Regions from separate parts of the Rattus norvegicus genome. Here region 1 is linked to region 2. A link is a contact called in public Hi-C data. All regions are on one chromosome and are shown on one strand. The core of a region is the stretch at or near the end of the contact, and the rest is flanking DNA. Distances in the headings are between cores, read along the strand shown.

Region 1 (3,901 bases), core at 35-2,534, 1.1 Mb before region 2:
TTGAAAGAGAGCAGCTAAGTCGAATGTAGATGGGTCACAACATGGCAGGAATCACCATCACTGTCAACCTCCCTCTGTCTTCCCTACACTTAGAGGATCCATCATGTGGATGTAACTATGTATGGGGATAGGAGTAGGGTCTGACGGCATCTAATGTACCCCAAATAAAATTAATTCATAAAGTCGATACGTTTCTGGATAAAGGTGGCTTCAAGCTGCTGTCACGTATAGGGTTAAATGAAATGATTCATGAACTTCCTGTGAACGGCCCCATTCTTCTTGTGGGATAAATGATGCCAGGATTTCACATCACAGAGAAGTAAATGCAATTAGAGCTTATATCATTCTTAAGCGTGTAGAAAGAACAAAAATCATTCTGCATAATGTGAAGCTGTGCCTTTACAGTATGTGTCTAAGTAAGGTAGTATTAAAGCTTCCTGGATAGGTGACAGGTAATCTGTATAAAGAAAATGCCATGAATAAAAAAAAAAAAACTTAAGTGGAGTTATTCAGCGATCAATCTGTCACATCTGAAGTGGCAGCTTTTAAAATCTTTTATTATGTTAATGAGAATCAGAATGGCGTCAAACTCACCAGAGCACCAGCAATACCTGGCAGGCCACGTTCACCTCGAGAGCCAGGGAGACCCAGAATACCGGGAGCACCAAGAAGACCCTGAGGACCTGCAGTGCCAGGGGGTCCCTAGATGAGAGGAAAAAATACTGATTATTACTGGTAAGACCCTATTTCATAATACAGACTAGCTCAAGGACTATGAAGACAAGGAGTCTTGGGTTTAGGAACAGGCCAGTGACTTATAATTGGTGGGACACATTCTTGAATGTCTTTCCCACCCCCTCCCCCGAGAATGACAGCAAATTTACATTTTGGTATGTATATGTGTCATTGAGATTAATACAGCCATTGGGCGTGTGGATTTAATCTTCATAGACTCTACGCAGGGAAGAAAATTTTGATCTCGACTTCGAAGGTCTAATATGGGCACTTGGCGGGAATTGCAGTAATTCTGAACCAGGAATGTTTAAGGAGTCAGCAGCGTATGAAGCGTGATTAATTTACAGAAGGCTGGCCACAGCAGTAGGGTTCTGTGCTAATTCTTAGATCCCTCTGAGAGCAGAAAGGGCTGTGACAGAGAAGCTGCAGTCCCTCACCTCCGTCATTCTTATCATGTGCTTTCTGTGCATCTGCCTCTACCACAGCACCTTATTGTGTGCTGCAGATTCCCTGGCTCAGTCGAGCTCAACTCGAGAGCCTGCATTACTCACTAATAGATACAGAACGCTTGAGGGTTTGTAAAGGGGCTTTGTTCTAACTCTACCCAAGTGTTGAGAAGAAAAGGGGTTTGAAATCACTTACTGTGGTACCAGGTTCTCCAGAAGGACCCTTCTCGCCAGCAAATCCAGGGGGACCAGATGCACCTATTTCTCCAGTTCGGCCAACTGGACCTTGGTCACCACGGGGACCACGAATACCTTCTTTACCAGCAGCACCAGGGGGACCAGGGGGGCCAGTAATACCCTGTGATCAAATGTATAAGGTCATTTGTTTTCTCTTGGTTGTTCCAGACTTGGAGAGGAGCTGCCCTGCTCCTAGATACTAGGATTTGAACAGTGTCACTCTGTAAAACAATATCCCAGGCATTTTTGGAACTTTTAAACTTCTCTTTCCTGCCCGTAATAAAGCTATTGATGAGGGAGAATCAGCGGGAACCTTTAGTGATGAAGGCAAGACATCTTGTATCTTTGGTACCCCAGCGGATTGGAGTCAGAACCAGGAAGAGATTTAAGTCTGCTGATTAAGTCTTGGTTGAAGGAAACTTTGGATTTTTGCAGACTCTGCCCATTTTTTTCTTGAGCAAAGCCAACCCTGGTGTTCTGTTCATAACTGAGGAGCTCATATGCTCCTGACTAGGTTTAATTAAATGCCTACAAGGAACGAAGATTTTTCTGTTATGAATGTGTAAAAGGTTCTAAGAAATCAACATCTTTGCTATTTCTTTTTCCTCTGAAACCTCGAGTGGAATACTTAATCCTTGATAATTAAATTCTCTTGAGTCCTGACAGGAGGGTCTGAATGAGAATTAAGTTAGATACCACACTACCTTTAAATTCCTTTAAATTGTGGCTTTAGACTGGAGACAGAATATTAGCCATAAAGGGTAATTAGGCAGAGAAATAGTAGATACGTGACCAAAGCACCTGTTGCACTTTTCTTTGTGAAAAATGATTGTGCATTCCAAAGGGTGCTGGTATTTGCATGAATAAATCACAGTATTTAAGTTGATACCCTGAATATAATTTGTAATGGTTTTGTCTTATTCATTAAACATAATTTTAAATTGGGAAAGTATTTGCAAATATTGACAATTTGTTTTAATAGATGTTTCCTTCCCTAATTTCCTACCAGAGGCCTGGTCTTCTGGTGAGTATAAATGGAGATATATTGGGGCATGATGTACTCACACTGGGTCCGGGGGGACCAGTCCGTCCAGCAGCACCAGGGAAGCCAGTCATACCCTAAGAACCAAACATGTTCAAACTCAGTCAAGTCAACTCTAGGAATTAGGATAAGACAAGATGTTTTCCCCTTGGAAAATTATCACGGGGCTAAAGATGGAAACAGACGAGGTAACACTCAGTTTAAGGTAGGGGAGCAGTTAACTAGGATCCTGAAGGTTCTAGTAGTCTACACATCTTATCAGTATACTTCTAGATGAAATGCCTGCATTTTGCATTAAGGTTGTTGGTACTTTCTGTAGTGCTAGCAGGCTATCTGATGGTGATATGGGAGAGTATAAGATATTTTCATTAGGATATGTGAATGTTTATTGACCTCTTGGCTGGGAGAGAGAGGGGGGGCAGTAGGAAAAGGAGTGTTGCTCAGAGAAGGAAGTATGAAATTGAGCCAGTGTGCTAAGTATTGCCTACGGAGGGAAAACATTAGAGGGGTTCATTCTTGGAGACCTCTGGGGCTCTAGGGAGTTGGGGTGAAAACCTGGGCTGAGAAGGAGACTCAGTTAGTTAGAAGAATCAAGACATTAACAAAAGGATAAGAGGTACCAAAGAAATTCTGGTTCTGTTTTCCAATTAAATTGCCTGATTTTTGACCTTGTTTATTCCCTCATTGGGCAGCAGCAAACCTCTGAGGCCCTGAGTTGCAGTTGGGATTGAGTTAGTGCTCATGTAGCTGACTTTAAGCTCAGTACTGGTGAACTTCATACTTTTTCTGATCAGATTCTAAAGGACAGGACTCTCAAGCTCCTCCTTGTCACAGTTCAAATTTACCAGAATTCTGAAACTTTCAAACTGTCACTAGTACGTAAGCTAAGAAAGAAAAGTCAATTGTAGATACTCACAGGGGGCCCTCCATCACCACGACTTCCAGCAGGGCCAGGTGGGCCATTAGGACCCTAAATGCAAGCAAAAAAGGTGGCTTCAAATCACAAAACAAGTAACTCTTGCAAATGTCATGCTTGTTTTCCCATGGCACATTCTCCTCTATGTCCTCTACCCTTGAAGAAAAATTTAGAAATGAAACACACTTATCTACATCACATGAAATAATTGTTCTGTTTCAACTAGTAACACCCCATGGATTACTGAGGAATGAAAACAAGATATTTAAAAAAACTTTTACAGGATGTTTTAACGTGAATTCTTAAAGAAAAAAAAGTTTTTCAGGGTGTGGTGACCCAAGCCTTGCCTTTAATCCCAGCACTTGGAAAAGTTTGAAGCCATCCTGGTCTACAGAATGAGTTTCAGAACAGCTATGGCTACACAAAGAAATCCTGTGTGTGTGTGTGTGTGTGTGTGTGTGTGTGTGTGTGTGTGTGTGTGTGTGTTGCACACAATACACACATGCACTCGTGTGTATGTAATCT
Region 2 (4,143 bases), core at 366-2,865:
AGCTAAGTGCATTCCTGCTTATGATGAAGCCTGATTCTCAAGGATGGGTCTACCCTCCCTGCCACATTAACTGCAAATGGCTGCCTACTGCGGGTTCCAGGAAGGGCCCTCACATCTTCCTTTCAAAAGCTAATAACCATCTTGCAACTCTAACTTTGTTTCAAAAGGGTTGTTATGGTTACCCTGCTATGACTTCCTGTTGTTACCACCACCTTGTAAACTTAGGCGCTTATGGCTAACTTGTTAGGTTTATGTTCTGCTCCTATAACCCACCTATTCTGTCCACCAAATCCCTTATTTAGAAACCCTGAGCTTATTAAAATGAAAAACAAAACAAACAAACAAAAAACCTGCTTGTCCTCCTCACATCCAAGGCTGACCTCTCAAGCCCTACCTCAGGGGGAGGCAGCTTGTGTACACAAATTAAAAAGCTTGCTTTAATTAATTGCTTGCTTTAATTAGTTTGGCCTTGATGATTTGGGTCAGTGGTCTTTCTCCTATTAATACTCTACCCAAACCAGATACCCTGATACATCACTGTGACCCGATAAAACAGCCCTCCTTTCCGCCTATCTAGTGACTTCTCTATGAAGTGCACATCTGCGCTCATCCGAGGTGCAGTCGCTGCGCTGCAGCCCGACAGGCTCTGCCTCCACTTCATCACTCCCTGCACGCTTCCCTGGTGCTAGGCTGCCTGCCCAGTCACAGCCCACGCTGCAGATGCATCGTGATGCCCTGCAGTGCCAAAGCGCTCCAGGAATAATTAACAGGTCAATTTGTAATGCCACAGTGAATGATATTCAGAAAGAACACGAAACAAAAGCAGTTTGGTAAGCAACAAGGTCCATAAACTCATAATGCTTCTATTAATGAGAAACAACAAAAATATCAGATGACTTAAAAGTATTTTATGTATGCAAATGAGAAAAAATAAACACAAGCAGCTACACTGCATTTTTAATATAGCTGCTGCGTAATTTTGCTAGAGTTAAAAACTCACTTCCTAGCATGAGGGATGTACAAAAATATGCAATTCTGTATCTAAAACAGAATCAACAGGGTAATTTGTAAGTATGAGATATTTTATATAAAAAATGAACCAAAGACTCCCTACAAAAAATTTTAAGGCAAACAGAAAAAACTAAATCCATATAAAATTCTTTATTGCATATTAAAATACGTTAAGAAAACGGAGGTTACATTAATGAGATAGTTCAGGTAAGTTAGAATTAAATAGTTCAGTCTTGCTAACTGTTATATTATTAATGAAGTATAATGGTTTATTTTATAGTGAGGCTTACGATTTATAGAGGATAATTAAATGAGTATGAAGATTAGTGTAGTGTGAATGCTCTTTAAAATGTGAAATCCAAAACTAATTTGTCAACAAGTCAAGGCTATAAAATGCAACAAAACCTAACTGTCGATCAGTAAAATACAGAAAATGTACATCAATGCATCTCATAATTAAAGCTGGGAAGAAACAATTACAGTCATGGATTTGACAGCACATGAAAGAAACAAAAGCAGAGAAAGCAAAGGAACACATCAGCCCACAGTGCCATCAGGAGCTTGCTAGCCTGCTGCACAGGCTCCGTTAGCGTCCCTCGGTCAGCCACTGGAGCTACATGTAACAAACGCTGATTTCATTCTCTACATGGAAAACTCTCCTCCACGGCACAGCCAGTGGTGAGTAAAATTCGGCTTTGCCCGCAAGCAGTGACTAAAGAGGCTCGATGAACAATTAAACAGCAAGGCCAGCAGAGCAGAGGGAAGAAAGGAGACAAAAGACCAATGTACAAGTGCTCCGAACCTCAGGGAAAAGAGAGGCATTCGGAAGACAGAAGAGCACATAAAAATTCAAGTTTAAAGCGAGGACCAGAACAAAATGCAATTATGAATCCTGTAGGATCCTTGATTTGGAAAAAAAAAAAAAAAAAGGTACCATGCATGCTCACTAGGAAGCAGTAGGATGCAAGAAAACAAATTGGGACTTTTAAAACCACGCAAATGTATGGACATACATGTATATGCGCTAGAAGTATGTTTTCCTTTAATTAAAGTAAATAACATATGCCATTGTGGCAGACACTGTATCAAAAGTAAGCATCAATGTTCAATATTTTATTAACAGAATACAGCAGGCTGGATTATCTGAGCAGCCTGGCAGGGAAGCGCTCCTGGTGTGTGGCGGCTGTTTGCCGTCGCACGCAGGTTGAATACATTACCACCTAGCTGCTCCTCCATTCGATTATCTCGGAGGTAGATAAAGCTACCTGAACAAACAACATAAAACGTACACTGCGAACACAAGTTTATGAGAAATGAAGAAAAAGATTCGTAACATATTTCAGTCATTATTTCTGCATAGGCTGGGTTACTTCTTATCTAAACATAAAAACAAAAGGTTTTATGGGGATTCAAACCCATAAAACAAAGCAAGCCCTCAAATGAAGATTGTGAGGAAAACATTCCAAGATATTTTCGGTTTCTGAGGAACTAAATGATCACTTTAAAAAACAATTCCATACCTCGGGGTCATTTCTTAGGGAATTTATCCGTGGTAAAGGAAAAGAAGCCTCCAAGTTTTGCATTTAAGTACTACCTTCCAACTACCCAAAACCCCATACTCTCTGAGCCAAACACTTAATCCAGAAGTAACTAGTTATAACTGCTTCCTCACATTAAAGAAACAACACCTTGAATACATAACGATCAATTTTAGGTCTTTATTCAAACTAATTATATAACGTAAATTGACATAAATTCCTCAGTTCATAGGTCATGATCAAAGCTCTGCAGAAAATTAATATACTAAATACTGGAACCCCGACTTCCCTTTCCATATTAGATCATAGTTTACAAATGCTTGCTTTTCTACCTAGATGGCAGAATGCTGGGAGAGACAGAGACAGAGACAGACAGACTGACTGACTGACTGAGTGTTGGAAGGATGATAAGGAGAAATGTTGTAGCTCTAAGCACGCATTTCCTGTCTGTTTGTCTGTGTTTTAAGTGTTGGCATCCCTTCCTCAGTCCAGACGGCAAGGTAGAACCGACAGTCACAATGCTGCAGTCTCATAAAGCTAATATCCTGTTAGAGCCCTAAGTGAAAGCAAAAAAATTAATAAACTTAGTCACCAAATCCATATACAATGAACAGAAAAAAATATGGTTTTCAATATTTGATCATTATTATTAAAGTCATAAATCACTGAACAGATAGATATAGGGCTGATCTGCTTCCAAATGAAACAATTTCAAACCTATTTTCAGATCTCGGCTATCCTAAACCATGTACCACATAAGATTATAATGAACTGCCATATGTCTGATTACGTGGAGAAATGGTACAGTTCTTATATTCCCAGGAGAACAACAATAATAATCTATGAAATGTAGTGGCTTCCTTGGGTTGTTTCTGTACTTTTAAGTAAAGCAGGCTATAAAGGCCTTCCCTGTTTTCATCAGGTCTTCAGTGCCATCTAGTGGCGTACTGGTTACATTACAATTTGAAAGAAGGCTACAAGTAAATGATTTATGAACAAACACTCCTGCGAGGCTGTTAAAGTATGACTATTTTAATCCATACTTGAAATAAGATTAGGTAATAAAAGCATTTTAATCACTTTGTGGAAAAATTAAGTAATTAATAAAAACTGATTTCAACCATACAAATGTATTATATTGATCTACTTTAAAAAAAAATCACAAAAATCAGACACCATAAATTTCTTTTTGACCCTTTGCCAAATATTTGTGAGCAATTTCTTGTACAGCTAAAACGTAAACCCAAGTCTAGGATTCTATTATATTTTTATAAATTTACTGTATGAAAAAACACTGAAGATAGTAACATTGGAAACCTTAAAAAATGTAAGCTCTCTTTAAAAATAACGCTCGGCTTCGATGAATAGTAAGCGGTCTGCCACGACTGGAGTGCTAATACTGGAGCGAGGGCACGGCACACTCAGGGATTCAGACAGAGCCGCACACTGCATGCCTGCCCTGTTTTCCTTTAGCTCTTACAGTCTTTTAGACCCTCTTAGAAGAACACGATTTGCTAAGAGGAGCATCGCAGCCCCTCCAGCCTCAGTACTTCTCGGCTCTCCCTGCTCACATCAAGGAAATCCTGAATCTTGG

Evidence for each region. Hi-C and Micro-C count contacts between places; a contact is called where the count stands out from the background.
Region 1: a contact with region 2 is called in a Hi-C map of Schwann cells, with 17 times the contacts expected there. The contact joins two enhancer-like sites. A contact is called at or near these places in 4 of 12 Hi-C or Micro-C datasets (Schwann cells, frontal cortex, kidney and 1 more).

What each region holds. Positions count from the first base shown.
Region 1 is chr4:33,543,609-33,547,509 of GRCr8, reverse strand. Col1a2 (collagen type I alpha 2 chain) reads right to left here. Exons shown (of 52, transcript NM_053356.2): 38 at 3,377-3,430; 39 at 2,484-2,537; 40 at 1,378-1,539; 41 at 595-702. Among named protein-coding and RNA genes, the nearest start is that of Col1a2, 27 kb to the right of the region's middle. Within about 2 kb of position 1,284, at least 4 of the 93 cell types and tissues checked have an H3K27ac peak or open chromatin away from gene starts, as enhancers often do. A contact at or near this core is called in Schwann cells, where this site is marked.
Region 2 is chr4:32,449,558-32,453,700 of GRCr8, reverse strand. The region is part of intron 2 of Vps50 (VPS50 subunit of EARP/GARPII complex); the gene reads right to left. Among named protein-coding and RNA genes, the nearest start is that of Vps50, 12 kb to the right of the region's middle. Within about 2 kb of position 1,615, at least 42 of the 93 cell types and tissues checked have an H3K27ac peak or open chromatin away from gene starts, as enhancers often do. A contact at or near this core is called in Schwann cells, where this site is marked.